Linked DNA regions of Sus scrofa: all the other regions are linked to region 3. The links are chromatin contacts, called in public Hi-C maps. All regions are on one chromosome and are shown on one strand. Each heading gives the region's core, a stretch centred on a gene start, on an enhancer-like site or on the middle of the called end of the contact. The rest is flanking DNA. Distances are from core to core; before and after follow the strand shown.

Region 1 (3,641 bases), core at 128-2,627, 440 kb before region 3:
AGCAGACATGGGGGCTGAGTCACCTGGCACTGCATGAATCCAGGGACCCAGGTTCCACCTGACCACTATTTCCACCTACACATACACACGCTGCTTTTCCTCCCTTGGTATTTGTCTTCAGACTGACCTAACATTTTCCTATTCAAATAGATTTCCAGAGACACCTTGATCTCTGAGAACCAGCTCTGCTAGCGATGCATTCTCTCCACCCACCCCCCTTTTGTTTTTAGTTTTTTGGGTTTTTGTTTTTGTTTTTTAGGGCTGCACCCTCAGCCTATGGCAGCTTCCAGGCTAGGGATCAAATCGGAGCTGCAATTGCCAGCCTTCACTACAGCCACAGCAACACAGGATCTGAGCTACATCTGCAGTTAACACCACAGCTCCTGGCAACACTGGATCCTTAAACCACTGAGCGAGGCCAGGGATAAAATCTGCATCCTTACGAATACTAGTCGGGTTGGTTACTACTGAGCCACGACTGGAACTCCACCCTTTTATTCATTGATTCAGTCAATAAAACCTTTATGAAGCACTGACTATGTGCTGGGCACTATTCAAGTCTCTGGAAATGCAAGAGGATGAAACAGATTGGAATCCCCCTCCTGTGACCTCGCTTTCTATTGTGGAAGGGCTGGGGGCTAATTACCCCACTGAGTGCAAAGCTGTCAAAATGAACTATATTCGAGAATTCCCACTGTGGCTAATGGGGTTAAGAATCTGACTAGTATCCATGAGAATGTGGATTCGATCCCTGGCTTTGCTCAGTGGGTTAAGGATCTGGCATTGCCATGAGCTGTGGCGTAGGTCACAGACACAGCTCAGGTCTGGCCCTGCTGTGACTGTGGTGTAGGCTGGCAGCTACAGCTCTGATTTGACACTAGCCTGGGAATTTCCATAAGCTGCAGGTGCAAAAAAAAAAAAAAAAATTAAATTAAAAAAAATTGAAAACATTCATTGGCATGTGTCCTAAAATTGTCAGTGACCCCCCTGCGAGTAAGTTTTGAAACAGACCCACAACTTCTCTCCCAGGGAGGGAGCAGGGTGGAGGCAGAGAACAGGATTTGAATTATGGGCCTGCCACTTCCTAGCTGGGAAAGAGCCCTGACAGCAAAGCCAAAGGAGCTCCAGGACTCCTGAGTTCCCTGTCTCTAAAAGCCTGTGGTTCTGGAAAGGGAGAGGCCTCCCCTACAGGGGCCGAGCTGGGGCTGGGCTGTGGGGCTGGGACAGCAGCATTTCTCAGGTGCTGAGCCCTCTGGGCCCAGACGTGGGCCTGGAAGACAGGCCAGAGGGAGGCTCTGGGAGAGAAGGTACAGCTGGCCAGAGCTCAGAGCTCGTGCCAACCCCACCCTCCCGCAGGCGACAGGAAGGAATGTCGTGTGACTTGTGGGATCTGCGGGCAAACAAACCAGGAGGCTGGACACTGGCCCAGGAAGACAGGAAGCCTGCCTCTCAATCTTCTGCTTATAATAAACATCAACTGTTCACTGACGATCTACAACTTGCCAAACCCAGACAATCTGTTTTATACGGTTTATCAGCACAACAACCATTAAAGTGAGTATTACTGTTCCCATTTCACAGATGAGGAGACCAAGGCTCAACTAGGCCACACAGTTCTAAGGGGCAAGGTTAGGATTTGTACCCAAGGCTGAACTTAGCCATCTCACAATACCCCATTTAGATCTAGTTCTGAACTAGTAAGTTGTTTTCAGTTGCAAGGGACAACTTTCCAATTCAATCTGGCCCAAGCCTACCTCCAACTACAAAAAGAATTATTGCAGAGTTTCGGGCTTTCCAGCATAGCTGGATCCAGATGCTCAACAAATGTTCTCACAACTCTGTTACATCCCTTGACCTTGTTTTCTTCAGTGTAGGTTTCACTTTATTTTACCAAAAGTACAAAGATAGCTACCCAAGGTTCCAGGCTCCACTCTGCTTCACAAAATCTCTGGAAACATATCACTCTGTTCTAATAGTTTTAGCACAAGTCCTGAGTATCATTTTCAGTGTTCCAGCTTGGACCAGCTCAGAACTAATCATTTGGTCAAGAGGAGAGAGTATTCCCATTGGCCAGAAAAGGATCAGGTATCCACCTCTGAAGCTGGCAGGTGAGGACAGCATCCTCACCCCCCAGTCAGAGACTGAGAATGGGGTGAGTGACTCACCAAAGGGAAATCAAGAATCACTCACTAGCAGAGCACATTCCTGGCAAGCAGAACCATCAGATATCCAGGACAGCCTCTCTGTCACTCCCTTTCAGTCTTTGGTTAAGTTCCTTTGGGAAATGTCCAGCCTTATCCTCATGGAAATAAGAAGCAAAGCCTGTAGCCACTGCAGCCAGGTAAGATGGCCTTGGAGTGAGATGCATTTGAATGGTCGATCAGGTTGGTGGATTGGTCATCTCCCCATAGTGACAGTGAGCTTGGCCACTGGATTGCCTTTGGCCAGCAGGATGTAAGTGAGTGTGTGTGAGCAGAGGTTTTAAAAGTGTTTGGTTCATTTCATTAGGTCTTCTGTGCCTCTGCCACTTACCATAAGACATCCTCTGGGTAACCACTTATTCCAGAAGGAAGAAATACATGGAATGTACCTGGTCAAAGACTCAAAGCCTGAAGCAGAGCTACTCCAGAAGGCCCACAGACCCAAGAGCAAGACCCATACATAGATATTGCTGGAAGCTCCCAAAGTTTGAGGAGAGTTGTTTGTTATGCAGCGTTATCACAGCAAAACCTGACTATCACACTTTGAAAGTTTGGGAGGATTTATGTTGAGAAAGACCACCATTCTTTGAAGTAAACAGTCTTTTAGAGACTTAGTACTCTGAGCTGTGGCCAGTCTGTATTCTGCCAAGATGTCCTGGGAGCCCAGAAAGGCACAGACACCACATTTTAACACAGCAGTCCTATTTCAACTCCCACAGAGGCCAGAAGGGGTTTCAGCATCTGTTCTGGAGCCCTACAACTGCCCTATATTCCCTCCAGGGTCTCCAAGGATCTTAATCAGCTGTGTGACCTTGGACAAGTCATTTGTCCTCTCTCAGCCTTAATTGCCTCATCTGTCAAAGGGGATAATGCTAATCCTTAGCTTTGGGAGGGGCTGATCAGGATAATTGATAGAAAACACAGAGTACCTGGTGCAGTAATATGGCTCAATAAATGTTAGCTTTATATTTATTTTTAAATTACTAGAGGAGTACAGGTGCATTTGCATGTTGAGTCTGCCCCTCTAAGCCTTGAGAAGATCATGCAATAAGCATCTCTGCACCCAGAATGAAGAAGCCCCCAGGTGCCTGAACCTTGGAGGAGAGAAACTTGGGACATGACAAAGCAGATTGTTCTTAGGGTTTTTTTTTGTGTTGTGTTGTATTTTGTTTTAGTTCCTTGAAATCACACAGCCAATTTATTTATGTTGCTGGTTTCCCACACAAATAAAAACAAAACAAAGACATGCTAATGGCAACAGCACTTGCTACAACTTTGACCCATGGGAAAGAGGCACGGCAGGAAGCAAAGTCACAGTTCCATTAAGTGGGCAAACATTGAACTCCCACGCTTCCTTTCCATTGGAAGTTCACTGCGAGGTAGGAGTTTCATGCTAAGTGACAAACCAGCCCCTGGTCCTGCCTTCTTCAAGGGCTGCCT
Region 2 (3,539 bases), core at 125-2,624, 300 kb before region 3:
GCACAAACCAGCAACAAAACCAAAGCCCTGGAGGTAATAGAAATCTGCTCCTGTGGTAAGCAGTCTAACCAAAGGTATTGGGTCTCAAGGGTGCTGCTACCTTGAGGTCTCACCCACTGATGCCACACCCCTGCATCCCGACCCACCACCAGAGCAGGTCCCATCCTTATCCTTGGGTCAGGGATCCTGTATATTTTAGTTTCCCCCTTGACACTGTTTTCTTGCTGCTGCCCACCTCTAGAGCTGTGCCAGAAGACTTACCACCCCAGGGAAGGAGAAAGATCTTTTCGAATAAATAGGCCTTGATCAGCACTGGTCTCTAAGCTGATGTTCTTGATCTGTGTGGGGACAATGGCCTTGAAAGCAAGGATCTTTTAGAGGACAGGTATTTCTCAACTACTTGGTTCCTTTCCCCCCCCCCATTTTATAGCCACACTTGTGGTAAATGGAAGTGCCCAGGCTAAGGATGGAATCCAAGCTGCAGCTACCGGCCTACATGACAGCCACAGCATCTTGGGATCTGAGCTGCACCTGTGTGTAGCAATGCCAAATCCTTAACCCACTGAGCAAGGCCAGGGATCAAACTCGCATCCTCATGGAAACTATGTTGGGTTCTTAACCTGCTGAGCCACAATAGGAACTCCTAGTTCCTTTCTCACTAAGTCAAGTTTAGGGCTCTATATAGGGCTTTGCAGCTACTGTGCCTCTGCAGGCCCCAAGAGACTTGGTCCCATCTGCTCTCAGAACAGCCTGGCAGGATCTGGGCAGCTAGGTACCCCACTAATCCTCTAGAGCCATCCCCAGGGATTCCAGATCCCCTCCAAGATCACACACACACACACAATTTTCTGTGTGATGTGTGGTACCACAGGGAAAAGGTGGAGAGGTATGGCTTTTAATCACTGAGTTTTGTTATTCCCAGTAATGCCCCAAGCCTGTTTAGGCTATCCTGGGAGGGTGGTGGGAAGGAAGGGGAGCTTGCAGACTATTGATAAAGTCAAATGTCTCTAGGGAGAGGAGATTTAGAAACACCCAGAAAATGATGGGGAAAATGTAAGACTACCCAGGGTAAGTGGATCACATCCAGGGCACAGGGCAAGGAAGTCTTGCCAGCCCCTGGGGGTGGGGATCTGCTTCTAGCTTAAAGCCATGTGTCTCTGGGGCCAGAAGCAATGGTGTACAGGTGGTTATCTAGAGGATTGTATAGGAAGGAAGATGCTTGGACCCTCTGTGGCCTGTACCAGTAATATAGGAGATCTAGAATCTTCCGTGGGCCTCATATGGGATCAGGGAGGTGCCAAAAGAGCTTGGAACCAGCTCTAGCCTGTGAGCAGGACCAACAAGCCACCACAAGCAAAGCATGCCAAGCCAAGAGCCAATAACCTGGACCCTGGGCACTGGCCAAGTTCTGTCCTGGCTCATGGAATGCCTTTGTGCAAACTGGAAAGAGTTTCATTCTTCTGACACACACAGCCCCACCTGCTCATGGCTCTCCTAGGAAAGCCCTGGCCAGATTTCAGCCCTTCTGTGGGTGCACTTGTGTAAGGCTTAACCCCCATACCCATGAGAGATGGCTCCAGTACTAGAACATTGCTCCAAAGGTGGGAAAATAGTCCCTTCATGGCCTCTTAGTGCAGGTAGCACTTCAGACCAATCATTCTTGAAAGGATCTTCTCCCACTTTCTACTGGTCCCTCAGATGCCCATGTTTTCACCTTAAGTGATGAGGGGGGATTTGGCAATGATGGGGATGGGGAGATGGGGCTTGGAACTCTGGCTGCACTCCCCCCTCTGCTCAGACATGTCACCACTGAGCAATCTCGGAGACTGTTTTTGTTTTTGTTTTTGTTTTAATTTGTTTTCTTTTTTGGCCACCTCACAGCTCATGGAGTTCCCAGGCCAGGGATCAGATCCAAACCATAGCTGTGACCTAAGCTGAAGCTTCAGCAACACTGGATCCTTAACCCACTGTGCCAGGCTGGGGATCAAAACTGCATCCTAGTGCTCCCTGGACACCACTGATCCCATTGCGCCACAGTGAGAACTGCTCAGAGACTGTTTAAATTACCAGTCTGGAAACCAGCTATAATGGAAAAAAATAAAAATCATTATAAAATAAATAAATAAATTACCAGCCTGGCATAAAATCATATTTTCCCTCTTGACGCTTTAGCTGGGTGGAGATGTGCAAGGAAAAATATCTATTATAGCAAAATAAAGAAGCTACTCTTTTTTTTTTTTTTTTTTTTTTTTTTTTGGTACATCCAAGCATTAGGCAAGTAAAACTGCAAGTCTCCTAAACAATTTTTTCTCTCTTATTACATTTTCAGAGAGGTGTTGGCACCTCTTAGGGGTGGGGTAACTGAATGATATCTTTTTACCTAAAACCATCCTGGATTTTACTGATTCCCAGGATCATTACTAATAGCACCACTTTTCTTTCCTTCCTTCCTTCCTTCCTTCCTTCCTTCCTTCCTTCCTTCCTTCCTTCCTTCCTTCCTTCCTTTCTTTCTTTTTGCCAAACCTGCAGCATATGGAAGTTCCCAGGTTAGGGGTTGAATTGGAGCTGCAGCTGCCAGCCTACACCACAGCCACAGCCACACAGGATCCCAGCCGCATCTGTGACCTACACGGCACATCACAGCAATGCCAGATCCCTGACCCACTGAGTGAGGCCAGGGATCAAACCCACAGCCTCATAAATATTCGTCGGTTTCACACTGCGCCACAACAGGAACTCCCCTCTTTTCTTTTCTTCTTTGGCTGCTCCTGTGGACGTGGAAGTTCCCAGGCCAGGAATTTAACCCAGGCCACAGCATCGACCCAAGCCACTGCAGTGACACCATTGGATCCTTAACCCACTGCACCATGGGAGACCTCCAATAGCACCCCTTTTCACTCTCAGAAGTGTCTGGTACAGGTGATAAATTATGTAGTCATCTACTAACAAAGATACAACAGATATTGGGTTTGGCTTTAGCTGTCTTTCCTTCTAGTTCCATCCAGTGAACCCCAAATGAGAAAGACAGGCATGGGCTTAAGGAATGAGTGATCCCTCTGGGTTGGAGAATTCAGGCAGGAAGAAGAATTTGACTTGAGCCTTGAGGGAGAGAGAATTTGGAAAGGAAAGGAGTAAACTTTATAGATAAGAGGGGGACTACTAATTACCTTTTTCAGCAGAACACATTACTTCAAACACTAGCAGCTCAAAACAAAAATAAATATGATCTCACACGGTTTCTGTGGGTCAGTAATTAGAGCGTGGTTTGGCTAGAGGTCCTGGATCAGGATGGGGTCAAGGTATCTGCTGGGAATGTTGTCATCTGAAGACTGGATCAGGGTGAGAAGATCCAGTTCCACAATAGCTCATGCCTGTTGACAGGAATTCCTCACCACGTGGACCTCTCCACCGGGCTGCTTGAATGTCCTCCTAATATGGCAGCTAGCCTCCCTCAGAGCAAGTGATCCAAGAGAGAACAGAAGAGAAACTTCCATGACTTTTATGACTTAACATGGGAAGTCAGGCTCCAGCATTTCTAC
Region 3 (3,650 bases), core at 271-2,770:
AGGAATATTTCTTCACCACATGAAGAAAGCGGACCTGAAAAAGTATTTTAAGATCTGTGGTACTTAGCAGGAAGATGTGAGAGAATATTCCCTTAGGTATAGTTTTGGAGATGTTCATTGATTCAGTTAATAGGAGGAGTTCCTGCTGTGGCACAGGAGGTTAAGGATCCAGTGCTGTCGCTGCAGAAGCACGGGTTTCGGCTTGGTGCAGTGGATTAAGTATCTGGTGTTGCTGCAGCTGAGGTGTAGACTGTAGCTTTGGCTCAGATTTGATGCCTGGCCTGTGAACTTCCGTATGTCGCAGGTGCTGCCAAAAAAAAAAAAGTAGCTACTAGGAAAGTGCCAGGTGTTCGTGTTCACTAGCCTTTACATCCTACTTGGCTAATAAAGACATCTGCTTCCATGTAATTCTGAACCACAATGTAAAGAGGCTCAGAACCATTGAATAACACATCAACCCACCAACAGGTTTATTCATTACTCTTAAGCCATCACACAGTAAGTGCTCAACAATTTATAAAGGACGACCTGGGAAGTGTGGGTTCTGATGTTACATTACCCACAGGTGTTTTCACACATCACAGGTCACTTTCCATGACCATACACACAAGAATAGTCAACTTGAAAGTACTCTTCTGAATTCCAGAATCCTGGGTGCCCCAACCTTCCCTTAAAATACCACCACTTTTTTCTGAGTGTTTTTGAGTTCCATTTTGGCCTAAGCAGTTCATTGATAATATACAGAAGTATTTAAATTCTGAAACTCAAGCAAAGAAACCAGAGATAATAAATAACAAAAACAACAAACCAGGACATCACCAGAGAAACCAAAAGTCTGAGCTCTCCCAGCCCTTTTTTATTAGAGCTGTAAATCAAATCACCCAGAGGAGAACTTGGGGAGGTTTGCACACCATTGGGTCTAACCGAGCAGCAGCACTGGAAATAACTAGATGTGGCGCCAACAATACTGGACGATTGCCACCACCAGTAACATTTGTTGAGCATTTGCATGACTTAGCTATACGACAAAGCAGCTTTGCTATATAGTTCACAACATTTTGGTTAATTACACTTCTATAAATAATCTACAGTCAAACAAAAGTCAGCTGAATGTTCAGTTCATTTGGTAGAGAAACTGGTGCCCGAACACTGAAGCAAATGGCCCAAGACCACCACCCAACATTAAAAACCCCATTAATACATTTGGGGACTGCCAAGAGGCTCCCATCAAAACGGAAAGGGACCTTGTCACTCCTCTTAGAACCTTGTCTAGTTTTGTTACTTTGACATTTTCCCTTCTGTCAAAATCCCTCTTCCAAACATCCCTGTCTTCTGTGGGTCAACAGTTAAATCATGTGTGATCTGACTCCTCTGAGAGGAATGCAAATCCATTACATTGTACACTTTCTGAAAACAGATTAAGGCAATCAGGAGAAAGTGTGCTGCACGTAAGCCCTTGGCCTAAACTAGCAGCCCTGAGGTGCTGTAGCTTTCAGAGCCGACACTGACAGTTCGCCCTGAAAACACTGGTGGCAAACAGGATGTCCCTGCTAGGAAGTTCATTGACTATAAAAGTTATGTGGTGTCATAACAAGCAGTCACGTGGCAAGATTCTTGGGCTGAGATTAACCACTGAGAGACAACACGGGAAATGTGGTAAATTCATCCTCGTGAAACCAAAGCTCAGTGGGAGCACAGCATTTAACACTTCCATTTACAAGCCTTTAGGGAGGGCGATCCCGATCATTACCAAACAGAAGATGTCAATGAAACTCAGGGTGACACTGAAAATGACAAGCACTGTAACCAAGGCAAAGACAGGGGCAAAGTTCACCATGTTAAGGCTTATCTGGAAATCAAAACAATCCAGCTTAGTATTTTATGAGGGGAAGGGATCAAAGCTGCACTCCTAACCTACACTACTATATTCACCTGGCAATGTCCCACTGCAATGACAAGAAGGCCCAGGAGGCAAAGGAAAAAAGAGGGAGAGGAGAAAGGGAAAAACTACAGCAACATGCTGCTTGAGTGAGCTGGGAACTTCGAAGTTTATTTTTTGGTTTATTTCTTTTCTCCCATATTTGAGACTGGTTCAACATACTTCAATTTAAATCTCCAAATGTGGGTGTCTCAAATATTCAAACAAGAAAAACAAAAATTGAGAGAGGAATCGTGTTAACAAAGAACTTCCCCCTAAAGCTGTGAAATGCACAAAAATTGGAATTTCAAAGGGAAGCCATTCAATTCCTGGCTCTCCTGCCACTGACTTACTCTATAATGACAATTTCTAAGACTTAGAATATGCTATGGGTTTTAAGGACAGCAGTGTCTAGCTCAATCCTCACGATAACTCTCTGAGGTAGATACAGGATTTCCACAGTGACCCAGAGAAGTTGCCACATCACAGAGCCAGCCTGTGGAGGAGCAAGGCGTTAAACCCTGAGCCCCATATTTACTTTATAGCCTATGCATATCCCCACACCTGGCACATTTACAAGATGCGAATTCAAATTCTTCCTTAATCATGTGCCTTGCTAATTTTTTAACGTTCTTTTTTTTTAGTAATTAACATACATCATGAAGTGATTATCACAATAAGTTTAGTAAACAGCCACCGTCTCATATAGACACAAAATTAAAGAAACAGAAAGCAATACTTCTCTTTTTTTTAATTTACTAATTTTTTAATAGTTATTCCAATACAATTTTTTTCTACTGTACAGCATGGCGACCCAGTTACACATACATGTATGAAAGCAGTATTTTTCTTGTGATAAGAACTCTTTAGATCTATTCTCTTAACTTGCATACATAACATAAAGCAATGTTAATTATATTTATCATGTTGAACATTACATCCCTAGTACTTATCTTTTATTTTTAAATTGAAGTGCGGAGTTCCTGACGTGGCTCAGTGGAAACGAATCTGACTAGGGACGCAGGTTCGATCCCTGGCCTCACTCAGTGCGTTAAGGATCCGGCATTGCCATGAACTGTGGTGTAGGTCACAGACAAGGCTCAGATCTTGCTTGCTGTGGCTGTGGCACAGACCATAGGCTATAGCTTCAATTCAGCCCCTAGACTGGGAACTGCCATGTGCCTCAGATGCAGCCCTAAAAAATAAATAAATAAATAAATAAATAAATAAATAAATAAATAAATAAATAAATAAATTGAAGGACAGTTGATTTACAATGCTGTTAGTTCCTGGTATATAGTAAATCAATTCATATACATATGTGTGTATTTTCTTTGTCAGATTCCTTTCCATTATAGGTTATAGCCTAGCTATTTTTAAAGGTGATTCTTGGAATGAATCATCATAATAGCTTAACTGACTATGACTGTGCCTAAAGCACCAGTCTGGATATATACCATGGGTCAGATAAAGATAAAAGATCAGAAAGGCGGTGGTTAAAGGCACAGACTGGCTGAACCTTCTACTAAAATTATACACAGAGAACTAAAAGCATGATGACATAGAAAACAGGACATAGAACAAGCTGCAACTGAGCAAAGGAGAGTAAGTTAAAATTTAAATTAAAGAGGGAGTTCTCCTTGTGGCTCAGTGGTAACAAACACGACTGGTATCTGTGAGGACTCGGATTTGATCTCTCACCCGGCTCAGTGGATTAAGGATCCAGTGTTGC

Evidence for each region. Hi-C and Micro-C count contacts between places; a contact is called where the count stands out from the background.
Region 1: a contact with region 3 is called in a Hi-C map of liver, with 6 times the contacts expected there. The contact joins two enhancer-like sites. A contact is called at or near these places in 2 of 47 Hi-C or Micro-C datasets (epiblast stem cells and liver) and 1 of 2 datasets of contacts at active chromatin or transcription factors (alveolar macrophages).
Region 2: a contact with region 3 is called in a Hi-C map of liver, with 8 times the contacts expected there. The contact joins two enhancer-like sites. A contact is called at or near these places in 1 of 47 Hi-C or Micro-C datasets (liver) and 1 of 2 datasets of contacts at active chromatin or transcription factors (skeletal muscle).

Annotation. Positions count from the first base shown.
Region 1 is chr13:53,707,519-53,711,159 of Sscrofa11.1, forward strand. The region is part of intron 1 of LOC110256273 (a long non-coding RNA gene); the gene reads right to left. Among named protein-coding and RNA genes, the nearest start is that of RYBP, 100 kb to the right of the region's middle. Within about 2 kb of position 1,378, at least 19 of the 83 cell types and tissues checked have an H3K27ac peak or open chromatin away from gene starts, as enhancers often do. A contact at or near this core is called in liver, where this site is marked.
Region 2 is chr13:53,853,442-53,856,980 of Sscrofa11.1, forward strand. No RefSeq gene overlaps it. Among named protein-coding and RNA genes, the nearest start is that of RYBP, 46 kb to the left of the region's middle. Within about 2 kb of position 1,375, at least 3 of the 83 cell types and tissues checked have an H3K27ac peak or open chromatin away from gene starts, as enhancers often do. A contact at or near this core is called in liver, where this site is marked.
Region 3 is chr13:54,150,546-54,154,195 of Sscrofa11.1, forward strand. All of the region lies in intron 6 of SHQ1 (protein SHQ1 homolog), which reads right to left. Among named protein-coding and RNA genes, the nearest start is that of SHQ1, 28 kb to the right of the region's middle. Within about 2 kb of position 1,521, at least 16 of the 83 cell types and tissues checked have an H3K27ac peak or open chromatin away from gene starts, as enhancers often do. A contact at or near this core is called in liver, where this site is marked.